4 separate regions of the Mus musculus genome follow, and all the other regions are linked to region 4. The links are chromatin contacts, called in public HiChIP or PLAC-seq and promoter capture Hi-C maps. All regions are on one chromosome and are shown on one strand. Each heading gives the region's core, a stretch centred on a gene start, on an enhancer-like site or on the middle of the called end of the contact. The rest is flanking DNA. Distances are from core to core; before and after follow the strand shown. Region 1 overlaps Sgo2b (shugoshin 2B). Region 2 overlaps Anxa10 (annexin A10). Region 3 overlaps Gm35424 (a long non-coding RNA gene). Region 4 holds the start of Spock3 (sparc/osteonectin, cwcv and kazal-like domains proteoglycan 3).

Region 1 (4,167 bases), core at 1,361-3,860, 980 kb before region 4:
GTGTATTACATATGTGTTATAATGAAAATATTAATTTTCTTTTCTTGCAATTATTTTTCAGGTTTAGGTATTTCAGTTGTGCTGACTGATAAACATTCCGTTCTAATTCAGGAAGCAAATTAAAAGTGGCATTATTTTTTTTTAAGAGCTTAAGAAAAGTTACCTTAGCCTATAGCTTTCATGCGGAGAGGTTTTGAGAATATGCTATTTTTTTTAAAAATTATTATGTGTGTGTGTATAAGGATGTGCATGTATGTGAGGGCAGATGCTTGTGGAGACTAGAGGCTGATCCTCTCAGGGCTGAAGTTAAAAGTAGTTGTGAGCTGCCCAGTATAGGAGGTAGTAGCAAACTCAGGTCCTTAGGAAGAGTAGTACATGCTCATAGCTGCTAGGCCACCTCTCCAGTCCCTATCCCATTTCTTTAATAATCCCTATGTTATATTTGTCATGTTTTTACATGTTCTTCAAATAATTTTTCAATTTTTTTCTAAAAGGTCAGACTATTGGTACAAGTATAATGATACCTTTTTCTTTCAATGTAATTTTTGTAAAACACAGAATTTCTTATTTCATTCTCCCTTGCCTTTAGGGTTCTATTAACTTCAGAAAATGATGATGATGATGATGATGGTGCTGATGATAAATGGAATACAAAGTGTAGCAACAGAATTATATCAAAGACCTCACCTGATACTACTTCTTTGGTATCAAGACAACCTTTATCCTTACATCAATGTAATTTGGAATTATTCCTTCCTAAAGAAGGTAATCAGAAAACATGTGGTTCAGGTCATTCAGAACATACTTCAAGTGTTGATGTACTTCCTAATGGTAAGATTGTTTTTAAAACTTTATGTAGCCTTTCTTAAGGGCAACAATGTACAAACAGTTTATCCTTTAGATAGATCTCTTGTATAGGTAACTTGTACTTGCTAACTTCTACCATTTAAAACTACTGGTGAAAATTTCAACTTGAAGTAAATGTCCAGACAAATGTCAGATTCATGGACACCTAATACTGTTAGTCTAGAAGCGGTCTTCAAAAATGAGCAGGACTAAGCTTTCCATTTTGCTTAGCTTGTAATTTGAAAATGCCATTACATTTATATGTTTAGTTTCATTTCCTTTTCATGGATATGAAAAAATGTTCATCTAGGTGAATACAGTGATTTTTTTTCAAGGTCATAACCAATTAGTGATTATGATGGTTAGTTTTGATTTTTCAAGCTGACATAGTCTAGAATCATCTGGAAAGAGAATCTCAATGAGAGATAGTCTAGATCAAGTTTGCCTGTGAACATGACTGTGGAGAATTATCTTGATTTTACTGAGTTGGGAAGCGTTGTCCACTGTGGGTGGTACCATTTCCTTGGCAGGAGATTCTTAACTATTTAAGAGTGAAGAAGGCAAACTGAGTACAAGCTTCTATCATTCATTGCTCTCTTCTCAAGACTCTGAGTGTGGGTGGCTATCTGCTTCAAATTCCTGCCACTTTGATTTCCTTGCAATGATGAGCTGTAGCCCAGAACTGTGAACCAAATAAATTCTCCTTTAAGGTTCTATTGTCTGTATTTTACCAGAGCAACAGAAATGAAAATATCATAGTGCTAATGAACTTGAGTAATGACTTAGTAAGAAAACATAATAAAACTTAATTTTATTACACGGTCTTCCTAATTGATAATCCTGTAATGTAGTCTATAGCTTATGCATTGGTTAAATATTAACAAACTAGAATACAGAAACTTAATTTGCCATGGACCGGTGCTCAACAGGCCCTCCTCAATCCCTGCTAATCAAGGTCTTGGACAGATAGGCATAGAGTGGGTGGGAATAGGGGTGACAAACAGATGGAACATGAGAGAGTGTATTGAATCTGAGTGTAATGTGTCAAATCGAGCATCAAACTTTTTATATAGAAGAATAACAAGAAACCAGGCCAACATATCTGCTAAGTTACAGTGACATAAAACAAAAGGAATGCATACATCAAAAGATGGTGGGGAACAGGCCCTGTTTACCACTTAGAATGGAGACAGATGTAATGCTAGTCTATTGCTAAATTCACCACCAGGGGTTCTTAGTAAATGCCTGATTATGTGTTCCTTTGGGCCTAGTGAAGAAAATTGTCCCAGGGAGATTCCCTAACTCTTTCACGGTTACCCCACCCATTCTTATTCGCTAGGCCATTGTGTATTCCCTTGTTTGGGTGAGACTAAGTAATCACTCTGCTGACTAGCCCTGAGCTATTCTAGCTCCATTCTTTGTAATGCCTAATTAGTTTCACTTCTCTACTAGAAGTAAATCTGAATGTTACTGAATAGGTAACCTTCTCACTGAATTCTTACTGAATTCCAAGACCTTCAGCTTCAAGGATTTTCTAGGACTTTGGAACACTGGTGGAGGCTCACCTATGTCAGAATTCAATCTTTAAAGGCACTTATAATAAAACAATACTGAAAGAGAGCATACACCATACTAACTTGGGGATAGGGTTTGAGTATATGGGCTATGAGAATGCCAAGATTCCAGGAGGCTGAGTTTCCTTGAAACTCTTTGCCTCTTTTGACTGCCTCCAGGCCTTTCAACCTAGACAGGCAGACTTCACTGGAGTGGGTGTAGCACTAAATGTTAAGCTCAGAGCACAGTGTTTTTCTTTCCACAGTCTTAGGTATCCTCCCCACCAGCGTTACTATTATTATTTGAGGCCATGGTCTCCTTCAGCTCTAGAAGTAGGAATTAATGGCTCTATTATAGTATATACCCATTCCAGTCTTGGGGTGGGGGCTGAGTGAATGCTCAGTAGTATGCATTTCTCATGGATTTAGATGTAAAATGTGACCTGTGAGTACTCCAGTTAGTCTAACTAATTTTTATTAGCATGAATTCTGAATAAGGGTCTGAGAAGAACAGAAGTTCTCTCTGTGAAACAGCTAAGTATCTGCTTTGTTTACTATAGATTATTACGTATTTTTTGTTTTTCTTTATTTTGTAGAGAGCCATTGTCACTCAGATCAAAGTCCTCAGAGTTCTCCGAGTGAGATGAAAACTGGTCCATCTCCCAACCTTAGAAGGGGAGAAAAATTAACACTTAAAAATATTACTCAGAGGAAGAAGTGTGTGTCTTCAACTGTAGACATACTGTATGTGTCAGATTTAGAAAACCAATCAATATCAAGTCCAGGATCAAATTGGAATAATGAGATAAATGGCCATACCAATGAAACCAGTAATAACACACAAAGAAATACCGAGTGTTTTCTTGGCTTACCTTCTGAATCTTCCAGTGAGCCTTATGTAAAGCGCATGGAGCAAGTGCAGAAAACTGACAACTTTCATTTTCATAACACTGTGTCTGAAGCCGCTGATGTGGAGTTAACTGCTACTGATGTAGGCAAGATTGTAATAGTTTCAAAGAGCAATAAAAATCAAATTAAGAAAAAGGCAGATTGTAGAAAGGAGACTTTCAGAAAAGTGAAAGGTGCAAGCTCTGATAAAAAGAGAGAAAGCTCAAAGAGAGAATGTAAAGATGGTTCAGAAGTAGGTGCTGAAAAAGAGACTGATGAAAGCAGAGCAAAAAGAGGCTCTGGTGTCCTGGATGGCAGAGGGGATTCAGAAGAGCCAAACTGTATTTCCAGTACTGAGCAGCCATCTCAGGTAAACACGCAAAAGAAAATAACCCCCCAGAACAGCTCAGATCAGGAGAACATTCAAAATAAAAAGAGGAGGCGAACATATATGCTAGATGAGCAAGAGGAAGCAAACCCTTTCTCCAGACATTCAGTCAAATTCCTTCAAGATGGTAAATTTGACCTGTGTCAGAAAACCCTACATCATAATTTAAGTAACCCTTCTCGACAGACATTTGTGATTCATAAATCAGAAAAAGGTAACTTATTTCCAAATCAAGAAGATAAGGACACCATTTCTGAAAGCCTAGAAGTTACAAATGAATTTCATACAGCTGATCATTCCATCAGAGAAAATGTATGTGACCATGAGGCTCAGACAACATTGGGCTTGAGAAAGTCTGTCAATGCTCAACAAAATCTAACAAAGAAGACTAAGCAGAAAATAAATCGAGGAACAAAAATAGTTTCTAGCATGAAACAAATATATGAGGACAATGATAAAGATATGCACTTCCTAGAAAAAGGCAACTTTCCC
Region 2 (3,949 bases), core at 561-3,060, 870 kb after region 4:
AAGCACAATTGTGGAGTTATACAGGGATCTCACAGTAAGGAGAATTAAGACAGATTTAAACTCTCACTCTATGTGCTCGACTTTTGAGTATTTCAATAATAGGCCTTGTTTTTATGATTAATTAGGGAAAGGCATACAAGTCAAATGCATATGAAAGTGTACCCCTGAGTATATTCCAACAAGGAGAAAATCATAGTTCACTTTTGACCCCCATTTCATCCATAAGGCGATGTGAATAAGAAGTCACAGATGAGAAACTGTTGTTTCATTTTTAATTTAATCAGCGTGGTCAGATGGTTTCGGCAGTGGCACCGAACATCTCAGTTTGAAAGGCAAGTACTCATTAGCTTAATGGAAGGCCAAGCTGTGATTCCGGCAGAGCTTGCTTGAGGGCAGGGCTTCAGAAAATAGGAAATCAGAGGTGATGAGGCTGGGGAAAGTCACACTCCAGAGGTTGCATCTGAGAAGTTATTTATATAACTCCAAGTGAGAATGTAAGGGTCTAATTAGGAAGCCAACTTGAATGTTCCTCTTTGAACTTTCAAAGTATACTTATTTAAACATACAATTCAATATTTATCTTCCCAGCTGAAGGCACAGTCTCCTTCCTGGTACCCTGATAATAGCATGCTGTTCCCCCATCTATAGACCTCAGCCTGCTATGCAGTGTGCCTTGGCTATTTTCCCTGATTTCTGTACCCTCCACTCAAGGGAAGCGGCAGGGGATAGAGATTGCTTTCCTTGTTTATTTTCACACTAGCCAAGACTGAGTACAAACAAATAATTGTTGAATTACATGTTGTCCTATCCATTCATTTGCTCGCTTTGTTATTATTGTACAAGTACTTAGTAGTTACCAGGCACAGCTCCATGGGCTGATGAAAAAGCCGTGGATAAAGCAGGTCAAGTCTCTGCCATGGTGGAGCCAATTCCTGCCTTGGTGACAAGGGACATTATTTGCTAAAATATACCAGTTTGCAGTGGGTGCTGCGTAATAAGACCAAGTCAGGTGAAGTGTGCTGGTGTGCTGGGGGACTGCTCTGTACACTTTCTCTGAGAAGCCAGAAGGGCAAGGGCACATGAAAGGCAGAGTGAAAGTCAAAGTCAAACATCAGACCAGATCTGCCCTTCCAGAAGCAGTAAGAAGACCACTGTAGCTAAATTAGACCAATCAGAAGCAAGAAGAAAAGCAATGTGTGCCAAGATAGGATCAGAATGTAATATGAATCTTTTCAATGCTGGTAAGAATGTATATTCTTATTTGCATGCAATAACATACCCAGTGCCTGCTTTCTTCTGAGATAAACCATAATGAAGAAGGACAATGTTTTCCTTTGAAGTAGAGGAACATTTAAGGCCGAAGAATAGTTATTCTTGTTTCCTTTTTTTTCCCAGGATATTGACATCAAATTTTTAGAGAGAACATAGGGAAGAAGCACAGAAGAGCTCATTAGATGGCTGCTCTGTTATTGTAGAGGAGGGAGGATGGTGGCCTATCCAAGGCGTGTGGAAGGAGAAGCAGCATGAGTTGGCCAGAGATGGTCAGTACTGTTGGCCAATTCTAGGACTGTAAGCACATGGTGCTTACCAAGGACAGGAGAGGAGCAAGGCATAAGATGCATCCATTGCATGAATGTCACAGACTGACTATATTTGCTCATATTATGAACCTGAGAGTCACTAAGTGCTGGGAACTTCTCATCTCTCTTGTGTTCTTGTCGAATCACCATGTGTGCAGCCCAGAGAACAGGGCTGTGTTTCCATGTTAGAGATGATGGACTGGACTGATACCAGGCATGGTGAAAATAGAAGGAATGAAAGATAACAGAAAAGGCTCTGAGCTGTGGGGATAGTAAGAGACACGTACTGTGAAGACAAGAAGATGGAAGCCACACTACATTGCCATTATTTGTAGCTAAAGACTATTAATATGCAAGCTTTTTGAGTATTTTGGAAGGAATGACACTTTTGGAGTACATTTTGGAGTGTTGAAAGTATTTTTAACAGTTCCCTTTAAGACTTACAATACTTGTGCTCGTCCTGTGAGGAGGGCTTTTGTTTTCTTTACTCAGGTAACATATACAAAGAAATTTAGTAATATTCTTTCAATCTCATGCCAATATTATACACAAGATTAAAACTATAACATAGTGTCAGTAAAGAGTATCAAAAAACCTGGCTTCTTTCACTAAACTGTTGTTTAATTGAATTTTTTAAAGCAAACTTTACTATAGCATTCTCTCTTTGTCTTGCACACACACAGAAAGATACAAAATAAAGACATATATCGCCATCTAGTGGCAATTCCAACCTGTTAGTAGTGGAATACATATTCAATATTGTCTAAAATTGATATAATGTGTAAAGAAACAAAGGAGATGTTATATACATATGGGATAAGTGCAGTGATCAAATATGCTAAAAGATTAAATCAAAGATTTGGAATGCTCACGTAATCTTCAACTTGAAGAGAACAAATATTCTTTGCAGATAATAAAATCTATTTCTCTTTCCATACTCATTTATTCATGTGGTTTTTTATTCTCTCATTTTTATGTATCTACTTACATATTACATATGTTCTATCCATATGTTGTACAATACTATCATATAGTCAAATTCTGACTTTAGGAAAATTTTTAAGATAATCTATGCGTTCATAGACACTAGAAAATATATGCATATGCAGTTTTATCATATACCTTGATTGTTGTAATATAATACATTTAAAATTATTGATATATCAAATAAGCAATTGATTTAGGATTAGAGAAAGACTGGTGGCTCAGGAACCAGTTCAAGTATTAAACCTTTGTATTAGCTGTCTGAGCATTGCTATCTCTTCATAATGGTATATTGAATATGTCTGCATGCATTAATATTTTCAATCCACTGTATCATATCTAAGTTAACATAAACTCCTCATTCTCAAAAGTATGCTGTATTTACTATCTAGGCTCCCTGTTTCCTACACACCATTACAAAACAGACTGGCTAGGCATGGTGGCATGTACCTATACTTATAGTATTCAGGAGGCTGAGGCAGGAGGATAGTGAATTCAAGGCCAACTTAGGCAGTACAGAAAGACTGCCTTTTCAAAACGACAGACAGGTCATATCTAGGCCCCGTCTCTTATGTTTCACCTAATTGCAGAATTGATGCAGTGGATCAAAATTCTTTTCACATCCTCAAGGCACATCCTAAATAGTGGCTACTTAAATTCTCACACTCTTCCATCTGCTCTGCTTACATCTGTTGCGGTAAATCTCCTCCCAATATGCCCCAGCAATGAAAACACAACACAGTTCATATGATCACATGCTGAGCACCTAGATTGGGCAGATCTACTGATATACTACCATCTTCCACATCTATGAGCCCCTTAGAACTTGTGGTTTCTCCAGGCCATGTGCTTCTGCTCTGCTTTTCTTCTTCTTCCTCCTCCTCTGCATCCTCTCCCTCTTCCATTTTCTCCTTTTTCTCTCCTCCCCCTTCTGCTCCACCTTCCCTTTATCTTCCCAATTATCAGCCCTCCTTTATTTTACAAATTAAGGTGGGAAGCAGGTTTACAGGAAATCACCTGAGTGCTGACTCATTCCTTGTTTGCAGCCACTCATAGGAGAACTGAATTAACATCAAATATAATTAGCCCCAGGGCTATCCACAACACAGATGCCAGTTTTTCAGGACCATTCCTGGTGCACTTGAAAACAGGTTGGAAAAAATAAGGTCTGAGTCTCTGTGAACATTTAAGTTTTAAATCAACTTAATGTTGACTTAAAGTTAGTTTGTCATTTTATATACATATTCTATTTTGCCCAGCCAGTGTCTTGCCAGTCCTTCAAGTTTGTCTCTTTTAATATCTTTGCCATGCAAGTAAAGTATGACAAGATTGAATTTATTCTAATAAATTTTATTATGCCCTAATAACAGTGTAAAATACTAAAT
Region 3 (4,461 bases), core at 1,291-3,790, 810 kb before region 4:
ATAAAAATACTAGTAGCTAATAGTCTTTCATTAATGGAGGAAGAATAGCATTCAAGTAACATTTGACATGAGAATTACATAAAAGATAGCTCAGATTTACTGTGAGTCCTCAATTCTTACATTTCTTTGAGTTTAATTCCCAAATATCTTGGTCATTTGATTCATGACATTTTGCCATAAAAAATGCATATTGTGTAAAATAAAGGCAAGATATTTATAAGAGTTAGAAGTAATGATTGAATGGCATAAATAAATGGCTGGCATAACAAATATTACTACTTCATATGCAGGAAACAGTGTTACAACTTGAATGTATATGCAAACCTCTAGAATAAGTAATATGTCCTCGTTGATGAGTAGTCACCATTGTTCTGTAGCACAAGTTTAGAAAGACATAGTTACAGCTATATATTGTCTTTCATCATTTATTATGATGTTAAATTTGTGTAACACCTTTTATGCATACATAAATATGAACATACATAAATTACTCATATAGTATTATGAGATCCTTTAACAATATTTTGAAATAAGTTTCTAAGGTCATTTATGCAGTAGACATTGGCCTTTTAGACAAAGGTAGAGGGAAGTAACACAACTATGACATGATCACTTGTTATTTTGGTACAAACACTGATAGTCTTTGCTTAGAGAATGAGACATGCAACAATTCAATTATTTCCAATACAGAGTAAGATGTGCTTTTAGAATAAAGAATGGTTTAAATGAGTTATATCCTTAAGTGTGAGTAAAATATAATTGACTTAAAATTTCTAACAAACTTCTAAAAATTTCTAATAAATAGTAAGTGATAAAAAAACTTCACTGTGTGATTTGTTAGGCTGATTCACAATAGGTGAATGACCCAACCTGACTATGGTAAGGCCCTAGCCTTAGATTCTAGTTACCATTTTTTATGGATGATAAAGAAGAGCACTGTGAAGTCACTTACAGGTATTTAAGCTTCAGACCTAGCTGACAAGATCAACTGCCAGACACTGGAAGCATGAATCTATCACACACACACACACACACACACACACACACACACACACACACACAAATATTAAACTTCATGTGACTATAATACAGTGGTGGAACTTTGATCTGTCTGCAATGAACTTTCAAAATGAAATTCTTAGGCAAATGGATGGAACTAGGAAATATCATCCTGAGTGAGATAACCCAGTCACAAAATAACATACATGGTATGCATTCACTGATAAGTGGATATTAGCCCAAAAGCTGAGGGTAAAAGGCCCACAACATGAGGAGTCCCCACGTTCTGACTCAGGAGAGGTGACACCCCAAATCACTCACAAGAAAAGGCCTTGATGCAAACCACAAGAGGACTTTTTTATTCCAAGAGCGTTCTGGGGCCCACAGTCATATACCACACAGGGGTAGAGAACTGTGGAGCCTGGAGTAGTTGGGTAAGAGGGTATTTAAAGGAAGAAAGCATAACTCAAGGGGGTGGGGAGGGTGTTGTTGGAAAATACCAAAAATATCAGTTCAGAGTCAAGAGGAAGTGGAAAGTCAAGACAGTTTTCTTTGAGCCTCTAACAATAGCATATTTGCATATTGGGTTCCAGCAAAGGTCAGGGTGGGTCAGGTTGATTTTCTTTGAATGAACATTCCCTGAACCCAGGAAGCAGGTGGCTGGAGGAATGTTGCTATCTGTTTTATGATTAGCATGCCTTGGAGCACTGAGTCACTAAGGTCACATTCTCAAGCCTGGGCCTAAAGGCCTAGAATTTTTTGTTGTTGTTGTTTTTTTATGTTATACTTTTTCAGGAGTACCCAAGATACAAATTTACAGATTACGTGAAGCTCAAGAAGCAGGAAGACCAAAGTATGGGTACTTTGGTCCTTCTTAGATAGGGTAACAATGTACTCAAGGAAGCAAATACAGAGACAAAATGTGAAGCAGAGATCCAAGGAAAGGGCATCCAGAGACTGTCCCACCTGGGGATCCATCCCATATACAGCCATCAAATCCAGACACTACTGCAAATGCCAAGAAGTTCTTGCTGACTGGAACCTGAGAGGCTCTTTGAATATTTTATAGAATAAAGTTTGATCACATTCTGCTCCATCCACTCCAATAGTGACTCATGTGACAGGCCTAGAAACCTGGAGGCAGTCCTGAGGCAGAGTTTCATGGAAACTTAGCCTCCTGGAACCTTGGCATTCCCGTTGCACATATGCTCCAAACCTGTCCCTGCGTTAGTCTGTTGTATGGATCTTTGTGCGCTCTTTCAGTATTCTTTTATTATAAGTACCTTTCAGGATTGATTTTGACATATAGCTAAGTCTCCACTGGTGTTGAGCCAACCCGGAGCTTGGAATTCAGTAAGAATGTTACCTATTCAGTAACATTCAAATTTACCTCTAGTAGAGACAGTGAAAATAATCAGGCATTACAATATACTTGAATAAGAGCTAGAAAGCTCGGAGCTAATCTACATAGTAATTACTTAGAACAATATCCGAGTCACACCCAAACACAAGAATACACAATGGCCTAGGAAATAGGTGGGTTGTGGTTTCAGAAAGGGTTAGTAGAACAGAATTCCCCTGGCCGGTTTTTCACTAGACCCAGAGGAATAGCATAATCAGGTATTTACTAAAGGACCCCTGGTGGTGGGTTTAATAATAGACTAGCATTGCATCAGAGCGTTCACCTGGCTCCTGTATTTAGCTGATCTTAATTAAGGGTTGTGCCTATTCTCAGTTGAAAATATGGCCTGGATCCCGACATATTTTTATGTATGCATTTTCTTTGTTTTGTGTAAAGAACCAGTGTACCCTGGCGGATGTATTCGCCTAGCTTTCTTATTTTTCTTCTGTATTGTAAGACTGGTACTCGCTTTGAGAAAATATATTTTGTTATACACACTCTCTATGTCCGTATCTGTTTGTCATCCATGCCAACTCCTTGCTGGACTGTAACCTGACCCCGAGTTTTCCTGTGGATCGAGGACTCGACTGAGGTCCGTGCAGCAACATTCGCCATATTTTTCCTACCTCCAGACATGTTCAGATATATGGAACAAATAAAAATGAATAGTGTTGCTTTAACAATTAATGATCCTTAGATAAAAACCCACATCTCAAATTGAATTTTTCTTTAAATTTCTGAAGTAACAACCTTATTACTGCAATAGAATCTGTGATTATAATAAAATGCTTTAAAATTTATAAAAGGGTAGAAATGTCCCAAATTTCACTAAAAACTGTTATCCATTCATGTCCCTTCTAGCTTGATAATGTATTAGTCACTATCTTATCAATTAACAATGAGAAGAAAGTCTAGTCTTATGGAATCTATTTCATATATTATTCAAAAGCTCAACTTATGATTTTTCTATATTCTATTTTGTGGTTTGTCTGAACTGTGGGTTTGGAGTGTAGGCAATGGATTATTCAATAATAATTTTTTGTATTAAGCAAATTAGATATTGTTATATTATTTAAAAACTATTAAATCGCCTTCCCCCCAAATAAACCAAAACACCACTACCACCACCACCACCACCACCACCACCTGTTGGACCCCATTTTGGCCCAGATTTGGGCCTTGAGGACAAACCTGAGCCTAGCTTGAGTTTTGAGACCTGTATCAGTCACTCAGTGACTCAGCAAGACCTGTTTAACACTGCCTCAGCCCTGCCATTGCTGTTGTAAAGCTTTGCCATTGGCCATGTCAGTCACTCCTTACCCTCTGTCATCCTTCCATCCCTCTTATGTCATCTTACTCCACCAAAAATCCCCATTTTTATGTTCTGAACTTATATAAGAGAGAGGCTGATGCCATAATGTTGAGTTCTTGCTTCGGCAAGACAAGACTCCTAGTTTGGTGTGTTTCTTTTGGGCCATTGACACTCACCATCCCACCCAGACATGGAGAGACCCCAGCAGGATTGGCAAGGAGCCAGTAATCACCACCACCACCAACAACAACCAAGACAACCACCACAACAAATACATAAAGGATGAGAAATTTGGCTAAACACTGAAGAGTGCTTACTGACATTTAAGAGTACCAGAATTCAATGTCTATGTCAGAGAGTTCACATCTGCCTTAAATTCACCTTCAGCTGGTTCAATGCCCTCTTCTGGCCTCCATTTGCATTGCACTCACAATATATACTGACATATGGACACATACAGATGTACAAAATAAAAAATGACATTGCAACAATTTAGAAAGCAACATATAACATATATGAGTTCATCTTAAGTCCCTCCACCAATAAAAGTTAATTATCTCATTCTTCATAGATTAGATTATAGAGGGATTTTAATTCAACAACATGGCTGCTCTGGCAAGGGGTCACATCTAAAGATATGATCTTGCTGGAATGCAGACATACCATGTACAATTAATCCCTCTGGGTAGATTATACACCTTTATTCCCTCTGACTAGAATAGATAGACATAGCCTAGTACAAACCTCT
Region 4 (3,942 bases), core at 289-2,788:
CTCTGCCAGGTCTCAAACCCCTGGGTTTCACAGGGTGAGGTAGGGATGGTATCCAGAGGTCAGAATGTTCTCCTGGGGCATCAGCCTAGTTCAAGGCTCTGGGCACAGCAGCAAATATTCTCATAGGACTCTATTCAGATCAGGTGTGGGTGACTAGTCCTGGCTATTGGCTCCAGGCAAATAAATGTGGGAGTCTCTAAAGCTGGTCGCCTTTAAAGAGCTCTTGAGAAAACTCCCAAGGGAGTCTACAGTTTAACTCTTTCATTGCTGCTCCATTTCCTCCCCATAAGCCCAGTACACACAAGACCAAAGTGTTCCAGGGTAAGTGAATGTAGAAATAGAATCTGATGAACAGTTTTTACGTAATCAGCAGCATTTCAACTTCTGCAGACTGACGCTGCCAAACAACCTCCCACCCTGAGAGAGCAGGCATTTATAAATGTTACATCTTTATATCTCCTCCCTCAAATTCCTTAATGGGCCATTAGTAAGGAGATCGATCCTAGTTACTTTATAGCTAGGCAACAGCACAGGCACCCTGCTGTGTTTACTAGTGCCAGAAACACCATTCAAAAGTTGAGAAGGTCGAAGCTCTACTTTGCAAACATTTGGGGGCGAAAAATTGGGGCAAGGTGAGGTGGAAAGGGGGAAGAGAGAAAACCCGGTGTGACCTAACTCAGAAGCATATGTAACAAGCAAATTCCTACTTAAGCTATCTGGGGGGGAGTGGAGACTGCTAAGTTCTACAGTTACAGGATACAAGCTTTAGCACCCCAACTCGCCCCAACCCGGGTTCCTTAGAAAACCGAGCCCCTTCCCCACCTCTGGCGGCCACAGCAAATGCCAGCTCTGGAGCTAAATGCGCTTGGCTGGAGATGGGTGCGCATCACTTACGTCTCGGAATTTGTTCCACTGTCCGACTTCCTTGTCATACTGAGAGATTGTCGTGAGCCATTGTTTTTCGTCCAGAAAATTACCGCCGTCCGACCGCCCCCCGGCCACAGCCACCGCCGCGGCAGCTGCAAGAGTCTGGCTGCACCAAGCCGCTGCACACACACACAATAAGGCTGACACCTTGAGCATCTGGGAAGGAGACACAACCACGGGTAGGGAGCAATGTCAGAGACCGGGTGCGAAGATGGGGGCGCCCCTGGAAGGCATGCATCAGCGAGGACGGGTTGGAGAGAAGGGGAGACGAGCAGGGACAGGGGTGTCCCCTTCCAGGAGGCTTCACCCCCAAACCAGGGCACTCACACACACGCAGACCCAAGGGAGAAGAAGAAGGGGTCTAAGGGAGGAAGCCCCAAGCAGCTAGAGTCCCAGCGGCCAGATAAAACGCTTGCCGGCCCATCACCTTGTTGAGAGCGGGCACGGAGCTCGCAGCTCCTGATGGAAAAGCAGCCCGGCTCTGGCAACTCGCTTCTTGCTGGAGCTGCTGCACGCGCCGCCGTCTCAGCCGTCCACTCAGCTCCCTGCGCCCGGCGCTCCCCCCATCCCACCCTCCCCGCGCCTATCCCTCGCCAGCTCCCCTCGCTTCACCCCTCCCTCCCCCACCTCCTTCCTCCCCTCCTCCTATCCCACCTTCCTCTCCCTGAATCCCAGCTGCAGCAAGTTCCGGATGCGAAGCCTGGCTGGAGCCAGAGGATGCAGTAGGCTCCTCTCCTAGGAATCCCTTGCTTTCTAACCTCTTGCCTCCAGAAAAGGTTCTCATGTTCCAGGCACAACCAGCTCATTCTCTCTTCTCTTGGATTGAATGCCGGTGAAGCAAGGCATCTCCCTCTCTGCTACTCCTGTTTTTCAATTTCAAGGGTGGTCAGGCAGCTATAAGGAAATAGATCAGAAGAAAACTTTATGCATCTCAGAGTGAGAGTCCGTGAGACTTTGCTCTGAACCTGAACTCAGCTCCTCCTTCCTAAAGACCACCATAAGGCCTTGGGGAAGCTCTTCACTGTCTGCAAATGTATGCTCTGAACTTCTGAATTATTTCAGAGCCAAACTCTCTTTAGATTTGGCAGGCAAAGTGTTTGATTTCACCAGCATGCCATGCTCAGTGCACACAACCCGTTTTTCCTTTCTAAAATCCCTCCAATAACTGTGGTGTATGCTACAGTCCTTAAAGCAAAGATAAATAAGCCACCTATGTCAGTCTTCTGAATATAAGCAAACAGCTTTGAGGCCCTAGCTAGGATGTACTTCGAACTTCCACTGATAACAAAAACATTTGCCTGCCCAAATCTATTCTCACACCCTGTGCAGAGCCCAGTGAAGAAATTCTTTTCCTTGTACTTACAGAAAGCAGGTTAATTGAGCAGGGTATGTAAATTGAGAGATTTTTGGAAATCAACAGACTACAAAAGTGTTAGCCATCTGTATTTGAATTACATATGTCAGGCAAGCTACACCTTCCCAAGCTATGACCTTTGTATTTTCTAAAATTCAGGAGGTCTTCATTAGAATAGTGGCAACAGGTGTGTCCCGTATTCTGAGTACTTTGTTCTCACTCGGGTCATAACTTTTAGATGATATTTTAAAGAAATCAAACTGATTGATATTAATTACTAACTTTAAATACAGAATCTAAGGAAGTGTCAATTATTAGCATAAATGATAAAAGTGAAATTTTTAACGTAGTAAGAAGACACTTTCCGATTCCTGGCACACACACACACACACACACACACACACACAAAGAAGGGAGAAAGTTATTACAAATCTACAATTATAATTTACAGACGTATCGACTGATAGCAAAGATGCATCAACAATTTTTGAGAACAGTATCATGTAGTATTTCTATATACTATTCCTAGATACTTAGTTTGCTTTGTTACAAGCAAGCTCAGCATGTGTTATAGCCTTTATGAGTTTTCATTTCTATATCATGAATACTTGGCTGACTCACCCTCCAATGCCTCTTCTGTATATCCCCAGCTTCACCTCTCTACTTCAAAAATTTAAGACCCACATACAGTCCTCTTAATTCAATAAGAATGTCTCATCATGATTTAAAATTATTTAAAAAAAATAAGGATAAGGACCTTAAACCTTATGTACAATGCTGATACGCAGCAGAAGTCAGGAAACTTTAAAACAAACTGGTCTTCTAGAATGAGTAACCTTTCTTTAAACAAGGTGTGTTATGAAGGTTAACCCTCTACACCATACGTGTTAACATGTATGAAAACATACATAACATGCATGATAACATAGCATGTTACAAAAATGCCATGATCACAGTTAATGTGTAGAGAAGCACATTTATTTTATTTACATATATATTTTCATGCATATATATGAATTTCTATTATTTGTGTGTATATAGTTCATTGTCAATTGGAACATATTTATGAAACCTATTAAGCAAGCCTATCTTCTATGGACAGCTTCCAAGACACTGAGCAGGGTGAAACAATTGCTGAAGGGAAAGCAAGGATAGCTGTGTACATCTTGAAATGAAGCTTTTGAGAATACCACAATCCAGATGTGACAGTGAAATGGTATTTCTAGAAAAATTATAATTCATTATGCGTAATGGTGGAGGCCACCTTCTCTGACTTAGCCTTGGTGCTGGTCTGGCATCTCCTTCCTTCCCATCACTAGCAGAGCCTCTTAAACATCCGCCAGTCACTGATATTGTCTACCCTAACAGTGAGAATGAAAGTCTGCTAAGTGCGATGTTATTAATCACAGCAAACTCTTTCCCTCAGTTCTCTGTATTACTGAGGATCTAGGTCTTCAAAGAGCCTGCTTTCACCATCTACTAGTCCTGGGAGCATTCACACTCCAGTTAGCACTTTAGTTATCAGCTAAGGCCTCTGTGGGGATTAATTGAAAGCTTGCTAGGAGCAAAACTCAGCAGGGAACCAGAGGGGAGAGGTAATAAATGGGAGGTAGAATGCCAGGAAGACAGTTAGGAGGCATTCAAGTTAAGGTGGGTGGGGA

What was found. Promoter capture Hi-C pulls out the DNA fragments that hold promoters and counts their contacts. HiChIP or PLAC-seq counts read pairs in DNA pulled down with a chosen protein or histone mark.
Region 1: a contact with region 4 is called in an H3K27ac HiChIP or PLAC-seq map of embryonic stem cells, with 4 times the contacts expected there. The contact joins the enhancer-like site here to the promoter of Spock3 in region 4. A contact is called at or near these places in 7 of 39 promoter capture datasets (the C10 cell line, cranial neural crest, embryonic stem cells and 3 more), 1 of 115 datasets of contacts at active chromatin or transcription factors (embryonic stem cells) and 1 of 9 other capture datasets (embryonic stem cells).
Region 2: a promoter capture Hi-C map of hippocampal neurons shows a contact between it and region 4, with 7 times the contacts expected there. The contact joins the enhancer-like site here to the promoter of Spock3 in region 4. A contact is called at or near these places in 9 of 39 promoter capture datasets (the 3T3-L1 cell line, cranial neural crest, embryonic stem cells and 4 more), 3 of 484 Hi-C or Micro-C datasets (the G1E-ER4 cell line, cortical neurons and embryonic stem cells) and 1 of 9 other capture datasets (embryonic stem cells).
Region 3: a contact with region 4 is called in a promoter capture Hi-C map of embryonic stem cells, with 3 times the contacts expected there. The contact joins the enhancer-like site here to the promoter of Spock3 in region 4. A contact is called at or near these places in 7 of 39 promoter capture datasets (the C10 cell line, cranial neural crest, embryonic stem cells and 4 more) and 1 of 9 other capture datasets (embryonic stem cells).

The regions. Positions count from the first base shown.
Region 1 is chr8:63,927,919-63,932,085 of GRCm38.p6, reverse strand. It overlaps Sgo2b (shugoshin 2B), which reads left to right. Exons shown (of 8, transcript NM_001195687.1): 6 at 590-831; 7 at 2,996-4,167. Among named protein-coding and RNA genes, the nearest start is that of Sgo2b, 22 kb to the left of the region's middle. Within about 2 kb of position 2,610, at least 9 of the 459 cell types and tissues checked have an H3K27ac peak or open chromatin away from gene starts, as enhancers often do. A contact at or near this core is called in embryonic stem cells, where this site is marked.
Region 2 is chr8:62,078,737-62,082,685 of GRCm38.p6, reverse strand. All of the region lies in intron 3 of Anxa10 (annexin A10), which reads left to right. Among named protein-coding and RNA genes, the nearest start is that of Anxa10, 42 kb to the left of the region's middle. Within about 2 kb of position 1,810, at least 2 of the 459 cell types and tissues checked have an H3K27ac peak or open chromatin away from gene starts, as enhancers often do.
Region 3 is chr8:63,758,225-63,762,685 of GRCm38.p6, reverse strand. The region is part of intron 3 of Gm35424 (a long non-coding RNA gene); the gene reads left to right. Among named protein-coding and RNA genes, the nearest start is that of Gm35424, 17 kb to the left of the region's middle. Within about 2 kb of position 2,540, at least 5 of the 459 cell types and tissues checked have an H3K27ac peak or open chromatin away from gene starts, as enhancers often do. A contact at or near this core is called in embryonic stem cells, where this site is marked.
Region 4 is chr8:62,948,941-62,952,882 of GRCm38.p6, reverse strand. Spock3 (sparc/osteonectin, cwcv and kazal-like domains proteoglycan 3) reads right to left here and starts at 1,538. Exons shown (of 12, transcript NM_023689.3): 1 at 1,355-1,538; 2 at 895-1,083. The coding sequence starts at 1,083.